2 separate regions of the Mus musculus genome follow, and region 1 is linked to region 2. A link is a contact called in public HiChIP or PLAC-seq data. All regions are on one chromosome and are shown on one strand. The core of a region is the stretch at or near the end of the contact, and the rest is flanking DNA. Distances in the headings are between cores, read along the strand shown. Region 1 overlaps Gm33655 (a long non-coding RNA gene). Region 2 overlaps Gm33655 (a long non-coding RNA gene).

Region 1 (6,930 bases), core at 2,973-5,472, 220 kb after region 2:
CAGCCTTGATTCTCACCATACGCACATCCGTGCTGCACACACCCTGACACCAAAAGATGCCAGCAAATACTATCAGAAAACCTCAGCTCAGAGAAGAGTTTAAGGGGATGAACCACGGAGTTTTTTATTATATGTACACATTTCTTTTTGCTTTTATAGACACGGTGGTTATAAATGAAAAGCAAAGACTCTTAACATTTTCCTATCGTCATTCGTTAACACATAAGTATCAAACTAGTATACCTTTGGATTGGCTTGTGTTTATAGCATTTGGGTTTTAAAAGATGCTGTTTTCAGGTAGGTGAGATGGCTCAGTGGGTAAAGGTTGCTGAGAAGCCTGAGGGCCTGAGTTTGATTCCCAAGATGCACGTGGCAGAAGGAAAGAGAAACAAACCCAGATTTACATTAAAGAGTAAACACGATTTTAAAAATCTTGAATTGTTTCCATTGCTGTCTTGAATTTCATCTTTGAAGATTGTTAGGTAAATCTGGCTCAGTCTCAGGACATCATTTCCAACAACTTCTGAAATGACCCCAAACACACTTCTGGCATTTTATATTATGTGTTTTTGCAAAACAACATTGTCAGCATTGGCAATTAAAATGAAGATATTGGTCAACTCTAGAAAGTACTAGAGATGTTCTCTGGCCCATAAGATAAAATATTCAGCTAAGATTTAATTATTTTTCTTTCTTTTTAAAAATGTGTTTATTTTATGTGTATACAGGGTGTGTGTGTGATTGTACACACACATGCACGTGCTGTGCATGTGATGTCACAAGACAACCTTGGGTATTGCTCTTCCTCAGACATTAGCCATCTTGGGTTTGTTTTTTGTTTTGTTTTGTTTTGTTTTGTTTTGTTTTCTGTCTTGGTTTTTGAGATAGGTTCTGGAACGGAGACCAGGGCCTCACCAATTAGGCTAGGCTACCTGGTCACATGCCTCCAGGACCTGCCTGTCCCTTCCTCTCAGGCTTTGGGAATAGAATAATGCATTTTACAAAGATATTGGAATTGAGCTCATGTCTTCATACTCATAGGGAATGACTTTACTGACTTAGCCATCTCCAGCCCAAGGCTTGATTATGTTCTAAATATCCCAAATTTTACTGTCTTAGTTAGGGTTTTACTGCTGTGAAGAGACACCAATGACCACAGCAACTCTTATAAGGACAGCATTTAATTGGGCTGGCTTACAGGTTCAGAGGCTCAGTCCATTATCATCAAGGCATCCAGGCAGGCAGGGTGCAGAAGCTGAGAGTTCTACATCTTCATCTAAAGGCTGCTAGCAGAATACTGACTTTCAGGCAGCTAGGATGAGGGTCTTAAAGCCCACTCCCACAGTGACATACCTACTCCAACAAGGTCATACCTACTCCAACAGGGTCACACCTAATAGTGCCACTCCATGGGCCGAACATATAGAAACCATCACACTTATCTTCCCTCTCAATCCTTCAACCCTACCCCCAATATTTTCTCCTTCCATCTTTATATCATTATTTTTATAGCCCACTGAATTTGATTAGTGCTGCCTGCATACACATGGATGTGGGTGATTCATTGGAGCATGGACAAACTACCAGCAGCCACACTTCCAAAGAAAAATGACTTACCCTCTCCCAACAGCCATTAATGCCAATAGCTCCTGAGCTGGAGGTGCAGTTTCATAAGCCCATCTCCCACCCATGCTGGAATGTTGCCTGCCTTGCCCTTGTGCAGGTAACCATAGTTGCAGAGAGTTATAAATGCAGCTGTGCTGTTGTGTCCAGAAGACAGCATTTCACAGCATCCCCTCGCTCTTACATTTTTTTAAAGATTTATTTATTTCATTTATATGAGTACACTGTAGCTGTCTTCAGACACACCAGAAGAGGGCATTGGATCCCATTACAGATGGTTGTGAGCCATCATGTGGTTGCTGGCAATTGAACTCAGGATCTCTGGAAGAGCATGCATCCAGTGCTCTTAATCACTGAGCCATCTCTCCAGCCCTCTCACATTCTTTCTACCCACTTCTTCCATCCTATTTCCAGAGCCTTGTGGGGGGGTAGGTAATATAAGTTTCCCATTAAGGGCTGGGCACTCAACAGTCACTTATTCCCAGCATGCTGACCAGATATGAATCTCTGCACTGACTGCCCACTGAAGAAGTTTCTGTGGCCAAGGTTGAAAACAACACTAATCCATGTGTGTGAACATAAGCACTTAGAAGGCAGTTTGACGTGTGCATTTAGGAAAATGACAATAGCTCACAGCCATGGGCTTTTGACAAGTATCAGGCATAAATTTCCTCTTTTGGAACATACCTCAAATCCAAGCTGAAAGCAGCTGGTTAGCCCTACAGCAGTCATGTCACTATGGCTCCTGTAAGGACTTACTTACTTGCCTGACAGGTCAGTGTTACAATATGCAAAGCCCAGCACTGGGCAAAACCACTGGTGTCTATTCTTCCCCTGTGGCCTGCATAGCAGCTTCCTGCGCTATGAAAACTAGCCAGTAGAGAACTCTCCAAGGTCATTTCCAGCTTGATTTCTCAAATCCTGCAACCAAAGTGTGGTTTGTCTTCAGCAGTAGACTCTCACCATCTAGCTAGAGTGGACAACCAAAACTTATCAAATGGTTTGTGTTGTTTGGGGATTCTCCGTGACCAGTAACTTTTAGGAAAATATTTCACACCTGGCACTGAGTTTTCATTTAATAAATCATGTCTTCTGTGGGAAGCATTTTCTACCCATGCAGAGTACCTCCATTTCTTTGTTTTTTAATTATATTTTTAATTAATTACAAAAGAGTGAGTTTTCATACATCTTTAGTTTTGGATAGTCCACCCCTACCCCTTTCTTTTCTTGCCCTCCTTCCCCCACTTCAATCCTTATTTAACAAAGATATAATTCTTTATTTAAAAATAAATAATAAATAAATAAATATCCACCTCATTAGAATTCAAATTTATTTTCACCCTTAATAAGTGATAATACTGTGCATATTCTAAGGAACATTTTCAATAATTTAAATAGTTTAAATGGATTTCGTGTCATACATTTTTGAGTTGTATATGTAATTTATGTATGTATATACCTAGGGTTAAGGAAAAGTCTGTTAGGTGAAAGAGGGCAAGTGGAAAACATTTAATAAACCCTGCTGTAGCCTAGGAAGTTTGTGCTAACTTGTCAGAGCTATAACAGAAAGCTAATTGATTGGAGCATTACCTTCATGCCTCCGGGACTCTGGGAAGAACTAACATGGCAGTTAGAGAATGCTTAGCCTCGAGCAGAGAAAGGGATCAGGAACTTCCCCATCGGTGCCATCCCAGCCCTGATCCCTCCATGATTCCCATGATCCTCCTCTGCTTGTTTCCACATCTGCTTATCCCTCCAAGATTAGAACAACTGAAGGCAGACAGGAAGTAGCATGATTATCTTGGTATCAATTATTCCAGCCACTTAGTAGGTAGTCAATAAATTGTAAATAAATGAGTGAATGGATGGTATTTGTCCACACACAGCAAAGCTTTAGTCATACAATTAAGTACAGATTCCTGACACAGAGTAACAAAACTCTACAATCCACTGAACCAAATGCAAGAGTGTAAAATGCTAGAAGTGGGATATGAAACCATCTGGGACTCGCAGGGAAGACGGATGGATGTCCCTCTTGTCTACATTACAGATTCCTGGTGGCTTTTCTTTTCTGACACGATGAAAGGGTAAGGCCTCCCATGTAGGTTTCACAGCTGCCTGCTTCCTCTGGTCACAGGTAAAGGAATACTGGTAGTCAAAGCTCCAAACATGGACCATGGAGATGCTGAAGTGCAAGGCCAACAGCCCTGGAACATTTCAGGCACAATAAATCATTACTTCACTTCATGTGCAAGTGTCCATTAATATTTGTCAGGGAATAATTTGAAGACCAGACAAGTGGTACAATTTATCTACAGTCACACAGCTCGCCAGTCTCATCTGATGGAGCCAGAAGGAATCTCATGACTGGAACAGCAGCCTGAGCAACTAACTTATCTGTGGCGTCTCTAGATTCACTCAACAAAAATACTTGCCAAGCCTTCTCTGAGTCCAGACTTGCTCTGTGTGTGTCGAGAACAGAGAGATGGCTCAACCCCGTGAAGAAATGTACCCTGAAAACTCACAGTATAAGAGTGGGGCATGGGGAGTCCCTGGAGAGCCAGGTGTCTGATGAGCATCAGATATAAAGCTCCTTTTGTAACAGCCTACCACATGAAAGTGGGCAGGCAAGATCTTTGAGAGAGGGAACTTCAAGCCAGAAGACAGCACACACAGATGCCCATAGATAAGAGAGCATATTCCAAAAACAAAACAAAACAAAACTAAACAAACAAACAAACAAACAACCTACAGGTCAATTGGAATGGCAGGAGGGTAGTGGCACAAACAGGGACAAAATAGAAGAGCAAGGAGCAGAAGAACCCTCAGGGCTGAGATTGCCCTCACACCCCAGGGCAATGGGACACTCTGTAAAGGAAGCATAAGAAGGCCTTGGTCAAATTTTATCTTTCTGAAATAACACCTATCTTGTACCCAGCATTTATGAACTCACAGCCACTCTTCCAACTGCACTGCATTTGATCCACACCGCAACAGCATTATCATCTTACAGCTTCTCAGTTTACAAATGCGGAAGTTGAAACACAGAAAGGTTGAATACCGTGTCCAAGGTCACACAGCTAGAAAGTGTCAGAAATGAGATTTGAACAGACAGTCTGGCTCCAGAGTCTAAGAGCTCACCCCAGCAGGAGTGTTGTCTCAGAAATCAGGGTCTGGACACGTTTGCATGACACTGGAGCCCTGCACAGAGCCAAGCAAAGGGGAGGCATGCATCCAGGCTGCCTGGCAAGTGGCCTGGCTCGGAGAGAGAAATACTGCTCTCCAAGACTCTGAGTACAAGGTCAATTGGACTTGGGTGGCCAATCACTGATGCTTCAGCCACACTTCCCCACCCTGCCCCCTCCATGCCTTGTGCCCACCAGCGCACAGTGCACCCTGAGCTTTGGAGCACTTAATCAGCTTCCCGGATTTCTCTGGGTTTCTCCCAGCTTGGATTTTCTGGAAGTTCTTTCCGCTTTGCTGCTGATCCTATCTCCCCGTGTGTTTCCCATTAGTGGAGCGATTAACACTCACTCATTTGCATAAGCTCAGAGGCCCCCCACACTCAGGAGCCTCTGCCTCTGCCTCTGCATGGCTGGAGAGAGGCTTGCAAAACATGCTTACGAGTCTTCTGGGGACCTACTTGTCCTTACCAGATGTCATAGGTTTCTCTCAAAGGTGGGGATGGTGATGGCACTAGGTGTAACGTCTGCTTTCCAATCCAGCACCCCAGCCGAAGAGAAGCTACCCAACATTTCCAGTTCTGTCAAGCCCACTCTTCATTTAAGAGAACAGTATTTGTTGAAAAATAAAATTGTGTGTATTCACAATTGATGTTTAAAAATATATAACATGGGCTGGAGAGATGCCTCAGAGGCTAAGAGCACTGGCTGCTCTTCCAGAGGTTCTGAGTTCAATTCCCAGCAACAACATGATGGCTCCAAACCATCTGTAATAGGATCCGGTGCCCTTTTCTGGTGTGTCTGAAGACAGCTACAATGTACTCATACTATATATATATATATATATATATATATATATATATATATATATATATATATACATATGTGTGTGTGTATGTATATGTATATATATATAAATCACAATCAAGCTACTTAACATAAATATGTCTCAAAGTTACCATTTGTGAGAACATGTAAGATTTGCAGTCTTAGCAAACTTCATTCATATGTTATGTGATGTAATTAGCCATGGTCACCATGAAGTTTTTAGCAATCCAGAATCTATCTGTGTTGCACTCCTGAAACTTGGTACCCTCTGTGCCATGCCTACCTCCAGCCACTGAGTCAACTTTCCTGAATTCACCTCATAATTAGATCATGAAGAACTTGTCTTTCTGGGCCCAGTGTGTTCCATTTTGTATTACGTCCTCCCGGTTTACCTACATTGTCACAAATGATATGCTTTCCTTCTTTTTCAAGGATGACTAGTGTGTGTGTGTGTGTGTGTGTGTGTGTGTGTGTGTGTGTGAGATGTTCTGATTCTTTCATCGGCAAACAGACTCTTGGGTTGTTTCCATATCTCGGGTGCTAGACTGTTGCAATGAGAACTGATGTGCAAACATCCTCTCCCTGTACTGACTAGTGTTCTCTGCCTATGGGATTGCTGGGTCCACCACAGCACAAAGGAGGCAACCTGTCCTCCTTGTTTATCAGGCCTTAGGAATCACCATTCTGGCATGATGAGCCCAAGCTGATGTATTCTCATGTGATTCTCATCATTTTCTTAAAGAAAAGAATTGTTATTCCCACTTTACAGACAGGAAAATTGATGTGTAGAGATGTAAAGTTACTAAAAGCAAAGTCACAGATACTTGTAAGCCCAGGCCTCCCTGGCTGCACAAGCCTGAGATGGCTGTCTTGGACCTACTGCCTTCACACTCAGCCTACCTCAAACCCAGGTCTCTCCAGAAACACAGGGAAGGTGCAGAGCCTTGTGGAGCTGCACTGTCCCCACCAGTAGGAAGTGACCTGGGCACATTAACATAGGCAAGAGTCAGACTTCTTCAACTCATGCCAGCCTCCTTAACTGCCCTGTACCATTAGTCACCTCCACATCACACCTGAAGACACTAAGGCACCTAGAGGTAGAGTTCACTGCCTAAGATCATGCAACTAGTAAGCAAATGGCTGAGCCAGGATTTGAACCAGACCTCATACCCCTTTCCACAGTACTACAGATGCTGAGATACTCAGAGATTAAGTAAAAAATGTCTCCCCTATGCCACACACACACACACACACACACACACACACCACCCAGGTGTTCTCAATGATCCAAGCCACT
Region 2 (6,404 bases), core at 2,414-4,913:
CCTCTCTATCCAGCCTAGATCTCATTCCTTAGAACCTGACGACCCTACCCTAGCCCGACAGGGACGTGTTCACACGTGTAGTTGTGAGTGCCTGGGCTGTGGGAGTAACTGGAGGCTGCGTGTGAAAGGGTATGGCTGTTCAGAAATGATGAGTCTGGTTCTGCAGCAGCTCCAGGCTGGAAAGTATCCCCTGGGCCCTGTTGAGCGTCTCTCTGTAACCTAGGCAGCTTTGTGCCACAAATCGACAGCTCAGAGCCAGGTTTCCTGGCAGTTTCATCTGTCAGCTCCACCTCAGATTGAGCACAGTTGCCACTTTGCATATTTAATGAGTGCCCCCAAAGTGCCAGTGTTTCGAAGCTGTCACATTAATTCTCATATTTACTCTTCTCTCCACTTTGTGCAAATGAGGAAATGGAGACTCGGAGAAGGGAACGAGTTGGCAAAACAATGAAAGCCGACCAGTGAAGGGAGTGGGGTTCAAACCGTGCTGCTTGTACCAGGTCCCTTCCTTGCACCTTGCTGGCCTGAGGCTGCGACCTTGGGCAACAGGCAATGTGAAGTGCCAGCTTCTTGGCAAGCTGCAGGAGGCTGTGTTCTAGAAGGCAGTCATCGGAATGTGATAGAGATAGGAAAGATTCCCCAGCCAGTCTCCCCACTAGAAGCTGAGTGCCTTATTAGCTACTTAGACAAAATCCTGGTTCTGCCATGGCCCAGACTCCCATCAACAGGAAAGTCTGGCAGACCGCTGAGCTCTGAGCAAAAGAGGTAACAGTTTGAGTAGGAAGGGTCATATACTAATTCCTAGGGACCTAAAAGAATATCTGTAGACATATTGTCACAGCAGATGACCTAACAGTATTGATGTCTTCTGCAATGGTTTTCCTGCAATGGTTGCAGAGAAGGGATATCCAAAGAAATATGAGGTTCGCTGTCTTTATATAGGGTGCTGGCTAGATGCCCTGGAACCAGGTTCTGTTTGAGTCTCTTTAAGACACAGTTAAAGAGGTCAGGTGCTCAGTGGTTTATGGCTTAGAATAGATGGACTTTTCAGTAGTGGCAGCTGAAGCCAAAGCACAGTGCAGAGTGGGAAGCCACGGGCTAGCAACAAAGACAAGATCAAGCCAGCAGAGGTGAAGGCTGCAGATGGAACACAGGGCAGAGCCTAAGAGAAAGCGCTGCTGCTGAGCTCCCAGATTTAAGACAAATCTCTCTCCAGCCCATGCCTGCTCCATGGTGCCCAGCGAGGACAAAGTGCTCCAGGAGGACCACTAGCCACACACACCCCTCACTGCTCCAAGCTTCGTGGAGCAGCTCTCCCCACTCTGGAGAAAGGCACATGGTAGAATGGATAAGGCCTTGGAGCTTCCAGACCAGCTTCTTGTAGGCAGATACCCTCCGAGTGACTCATAGCTCTCTAGCTGCCAAATGGCATAGGAGCTACTGGCTTCGTATATACGGTGCTGGTCCAGTGACGTGATGCATCACAACCTGTGGCTCATAAGGAACACTAGATAAACAGAAGCTCTCATCCTCTGAGCTTAGATCCAGCTGGATCAACAGGGTCTGCTCTGTCTCTTTCTTCCATCCAGTCTGTGAACTTATCCACCTCAGCTTCACCAGAGCCTGACCTTCAGGAAGGCTCAGTGCGACGAGAGCCCAGGAACTTCTTGCATAAAGATGGATGGATCCAGGCCATGTGAGTGAGACCCAGAAGAACCCCGCCCCCACCCAAAAGTGCGAGGAGCCAGGGGAGGGAACAGAAAGACAGGGCAGACCTCAGGAGGGGCAACAGCTTGAACACATTTTTCCCAGTTGAGGAGGCTAGAGAATGACTTCTCTGCTGAACTTTGACCTCCGAGTCACATATCTTCTTTGAACTGTCAGGCAGCCCCCAGCCCTGTCACTCTCCATCTAAGCTAGGCCAAAAGTGAAACTCCAGCCCTGCCCTGCAGCAGTTCCCATGAGCTCTATGCCTGGATGTCTTATGTGTGGGAGTGGAGGGGGGGTTACACATATCTTCCAACCAAGACCCACTGCACATCCCTGGCCCAAGCTCAGCTCTAACAGCCTGAGGTCCACGATGGATTCTCTCCAGCCTGGAAAGAGAGAGTTAAGTCACAGTCCAGGACTGACCAGGAGTCCTGCTCCCCACCACACCTATAGGGACCTAGGGAACTTAGGGAGCTTTTCTCACCAAACTGTATGGGTTACAATTTGCCTGAAGAAAGGCATCCTGAGTGGGAGAATCATGTAGAGAATGAAAGTACACAGCTTGGCGTGTTTGCTTCCTTCCCTCAGATGGTGAGGAGGGGAGGCATGGGCTCTTGTCTCCCTTGTATCGCCAGTATCTCCTCTCACAGAAACTCGGGCATTGAAGCAGGGCAGGCATTATACCCTAGTTTTACTTGTAAGGAAGCCAGGGTTTATAAGATTAAGGGAGTCTATCCAAGAACAAGTGGCCTGGCTCCAAACTGGCAGAGCCAGGACTCTAATGTGACCAAGGCTCAGCATGCCTGGCTGCAGCGAGAGCAGAGCAAAGTGGACATCCCAGTGTTTCAAGCCCATAGCATCTGTTCTGCCTGCCAGCAAGCACAGGTCCTCCTGGCTCCTGGGAGGGAGTCTCCTTGCGAGAAGATGGAAGGGCCCATGATTCAATACTAGCTGAACCCAGAGTTCCTCTTTGTGTAAGCAGTCTCTGCATCTGGTCACACCTAGCATCCAGAAGTGTTCTGTAAATATCTGTTGAATGACTGAGGTCACAATTCTTTCTAGAACATTCATGAAAGAAGCAACAATGTGATAGAAATGGGAAAGCAAACATGGAAGATAGAGGTGGATTGATGTGAAAGATTCACTAAGTTTGTCATCTGAAGTTTTTCTCTTTTCTTCCTATCTTTCTTTTTTAACCTATTACCTTCCTTTACTATAACAGGCACTGGTGGTTTGAATGAGAAATGTCCCCCATGGGTACATATATTTGAACACTTGATTCCCCAGTTGGTAGTGCTGTTTGGGGAAGTGGAACCTTTAAAGGATGAAACCTTGCTAGAAGAACAACATCACTTTTGGGAGGATTTTGAGAGTTTATCCTGCATATCAAATATTTGCATTAAAATTTGTAGCAGTAGCAAAATTATAGTTATGATGTAGCAATAAAATAATTTTATCACGGGGAAGAGGTGTTTACATGAGAAACTGTATTAAAGGGTCACAGCGTTAGAAAAGTTTGAAAACCACTTGTTTCTAGCCTTGCCCTACTTCCTGCTCTGTCTTTGCTGCTTCCTGTATGCAAATGAGATGTGGTCAGCCTGCTGCTTCCTGTTTCTGCTGCCAAGAAGTAGGAACTGTTATAATTCCAATTATCAGATCTAGAAACAGAGACCAAGAAATTAAGTAGCGTTTTCAAAGTAATTTAATGGTGGGGCTGGGCCGGCAATATGATTAAGTGTGTAAAGAGGTTTGCTGCCAAACTTGAAGATTTGAGTTCAATCCCCAGGACTCAAATGGTAGAAAGAGAAAGCTGATTCACAGATTGTCCTCTGACCTCCACACATGTTCTTTGGTGACACCCACCCACACAATGGGTATGATAATGTAAAGGAAAGTGGTGGAGTCCTGACTTACATGTGGTAGTCGAACTTCAGAACAAAAGAAGAAAGTCTGTTTCAGCTGCAAATCGCTCACAGATGACAGGCTAAGATGTGTAAGCAGTTGAAGCTGGACAGGAAACAGACCTGAGAAACACACAGGGTTCTCTCTAATGTGGAGATTTGGAGCACTGATTTCACTGTCGTTTCACTATTGCTATTGGTGTTGCCTCTCTGCCTGCCCTGTGGGACAAAATGAGCTATTTTTACAGGTCTATATGAAGTCAGGTATGGTGGTGTATGCCTTTGATCTTAGCACTTGGGAAGCAGATGAAGGCAGATGTCTGAGTTTTAGGCTAGTGTGATGGTTTGAATGAAAATGGCCTCCATAGGCACATAGGAAGTGGCACTGTTGCAAAGTGTGGCCTTGTTGGAGGAAATGTGTTATTGGGGATGAGCTTTGAAGTTTCAAGTGCTTAAGCCAGACCAAGTCTCTCTCTCTCTTCTTGCTGCCTGCCAGATCCAGATGTAGAATTCTCAGCACCATGTCTGCCCACACGCTGCCATGCTTGCCACCATGAAAGTCAATGAACTAAACTTCTGAACTGTAAGCAAGCCTCAATTAAATGCTTTCCTTTATAAGAGTTATAAGTGGAGCATGATCATCTCGTTAGATGCAGAAAAAGCATTTGACAAGATCCAACACCCATTCATGATAAAAGTTTTGGAAAGATCAGGAATTCAAGGTCCATACCTAAACATGATAAAAGCAATCTACAGCAAACCAGTAGCCAACATCAAAGTAAATGGAGAGAAGCTGGAAGCAATCCCACTAAAATCAGGGACTAGACAAGGCTGCCCACTTTCTCCCTACCTTTTCAACATAGTACTTGAAGTATTAGCCAGAGCAATTCGACAACAAAAGGAGATCAAGGGGATACAAATTGGAAAAGAGGAAGTCAAAATATCACTTTTTGCAGATGATATGATAGTATATATAAGTGACCCTAAAAATTCTACCAGAGAACTCCTAAACCTGATAAACAGCTTCGGTGAAGTAGCTGGATATAAAATAAACTCAAACAAGTCAATGGCCTTTCTCTATACAAAGAATAAACAGGCTGAGAAAGAAATTAGGGAAACAACACCCTTCTCAATAGTCACAAATAATATAAAATATCTTGGCGTGACTCTAACTAAGGAAGTGAAAGATCTGTATGATAAAAACTTCAAATCTCTGAAGAAAGAAATTAAAGAAGATCTCAGAAGATTGAAAGATCTCCCATGCTCATGGATTGGCAGGATCAACATTGTAAAAATGGCTATCTTGCCAAAAGCAATCTACAGATTCAATGCAATCCCCATCAAAATTCCAACTCAATTCTTCAACGAATTGGAAGGAGCAATTTGCAAATTTGTCTGGAATAACAAAAAACCTAGGATAGCAAAAAGTCTTCTCAAGGATAAAAGAACTTCTGGCGGAATCACCATGCCAGACCTAAAGCTTTACTACAGAGCAATTGTGATAAAAACTGCATGGTACTGGTATAGAGACAGACAAGTAGACCAATGGAATAGAATTGAAGATCCAGAAATGAACCCACACACCTATGGTCACTTGATCTTCGACAAGGGAGCTAAAACCATCCAGTGGAAGAAAGACAGCATTTTCAACAAATGGTGCTGGCACAACTGGTTGTTATCATGTAGAAGAATGCGAATCGATCCATACTTATCTCCTTGTACTAAGGTCAAATCTAAGTGGATCAAGGAACTTCACATAAAACCAGAGACACTGAAACTTATAGAGGAGAAAGTGGGGAAAAGCCTTGAAGATATGGGCACAGGGGAAAAATTCCTGAACAGAACAGCAATGGCTTGTGCTGTAAGATCGAGAATCGACAAATGGGACCTAATGAAACTCCAAAGTTTCTGCAAGGCAAAAGACACCGTCAATAAGACAAAAAGACCACCAACAGATTGGGAAAGGATCTTTACCTATCCTAAATCAGATAGGGGACTAATATCCAACATATATAAAGAACTCAAGAAGGTGGACTTCAGAAAATCAAATAACCCCATTAAAAAATGGGGCTCAGAACTGAACAAAGAATTCTCACCTGAGGAATACCGAATGGCAGAGAAGCACTTGAAAAAATGTTCAACATCCTTAATCATCAGGGAAATGCAAATCAAAACAACCCTGAGATTCCACCTCACACCAGTCAGAATGGCTAAGATCAAAAATTCAGGTGACAGCAGATGCTGGCGAGGATGTGGAGAAAGAGGAACACTCCTCCATTGTTGGTGGGAGTGCAGGCTTGTACAACCACTCTGGAAATCAGTCTGGCGGTTCCTCAGAAAACTGGACATAGTACTACCGGAGGATCCAGCAATACCTCTCCTGGGCATATATCCAGAAGATGCCCCAACAGGTAAGAAGGACACATGCTCCACTATGTTCATAGCAGCCTTATTTATAATAGCCAGAAGCTGGAAAGAACCTAGATGCCCCTCAACAGAGGAATGGATACAGAAAATGTGGTACATCTACACAATGGAGTACTACTCAGCTATTAAAAAGAATGAATTTATGAAATTCCTAGCCAAATGGATGGACCTGGAGGGCATCATCCTGAGTGAGGTAACACATTCACAAAGAAACTCACACAATATGTATTCACTGATAAGTGGATATTAGCCCCAAACCTAGGATACTCAAGATATAAGATATAATTTGCTAAACACATGAAACTCAAGGAGAATGAAGACTGAAGTGTGGACACTATGCCCCTCCTTAGATTTGGGAACAAAACA

Evidence for each region. HiChIP or PLAC-seq counts read pairs in DNA pulled down with a chosen protein or histone mark.
Region 1: an H3K4me3 HiChIP or PLAC-seq map of the SCID.adh cell line shows a contact between it and region 2, with 9 read pairs. The contact joins two enhancer-like sites. A contact is called at or near these places in 1 of 15 datasets of contacts at CTCF or cohesin (stem cell-derived epiblast-like cells), 8 of 115 datasets of contacts at active chromatin or transcription factors (the SCID.adh cell line, bone marrow-derived macrophages, craniofacial prominence and 5 more) and 1 of 9 other capture datasets (embryonic stem cells).

The regions. Positions count from the first base shown.
Region 1 is chr4:114,871,714-114,878,643 of GRCm38.p6, forward strand. All of the region lies in intron 1 of Gm33655 (a long non-coding RNA gene), which reads right to left. Among named protein-coding and RNA genes, the nearest start is that of Gm33655, 29 kb to the right of the region's middle. Within about 2 kb of position 4,223, at least 5 of the 459 cell types and tissues checked have an H3K27ac peak or open chromatin away from gene starts, as enhancers often do. A contact at or near this core is called in the SCID.adh cell line, where this site is marked.
Region 2 is chr4:114,649,333-114,655,736 of GRCm38.p6, forward strand. The region is part of intron 1 of Gm33655 (a long non-coding RNA gene); the gene reads right to left. Among named protein-coding and RNA genes, the nearest start is that of Gm12829, 28 kb to the right of the region's middle. Within about 2 kb of position 3,664, at least 84 of the 459 cell types and tissues checked have an H3K27ac peak or open chromatin away from gene starts, as enhancers often do. A contact at or near this core is called in the SCID.adh cell line, where this site is marked.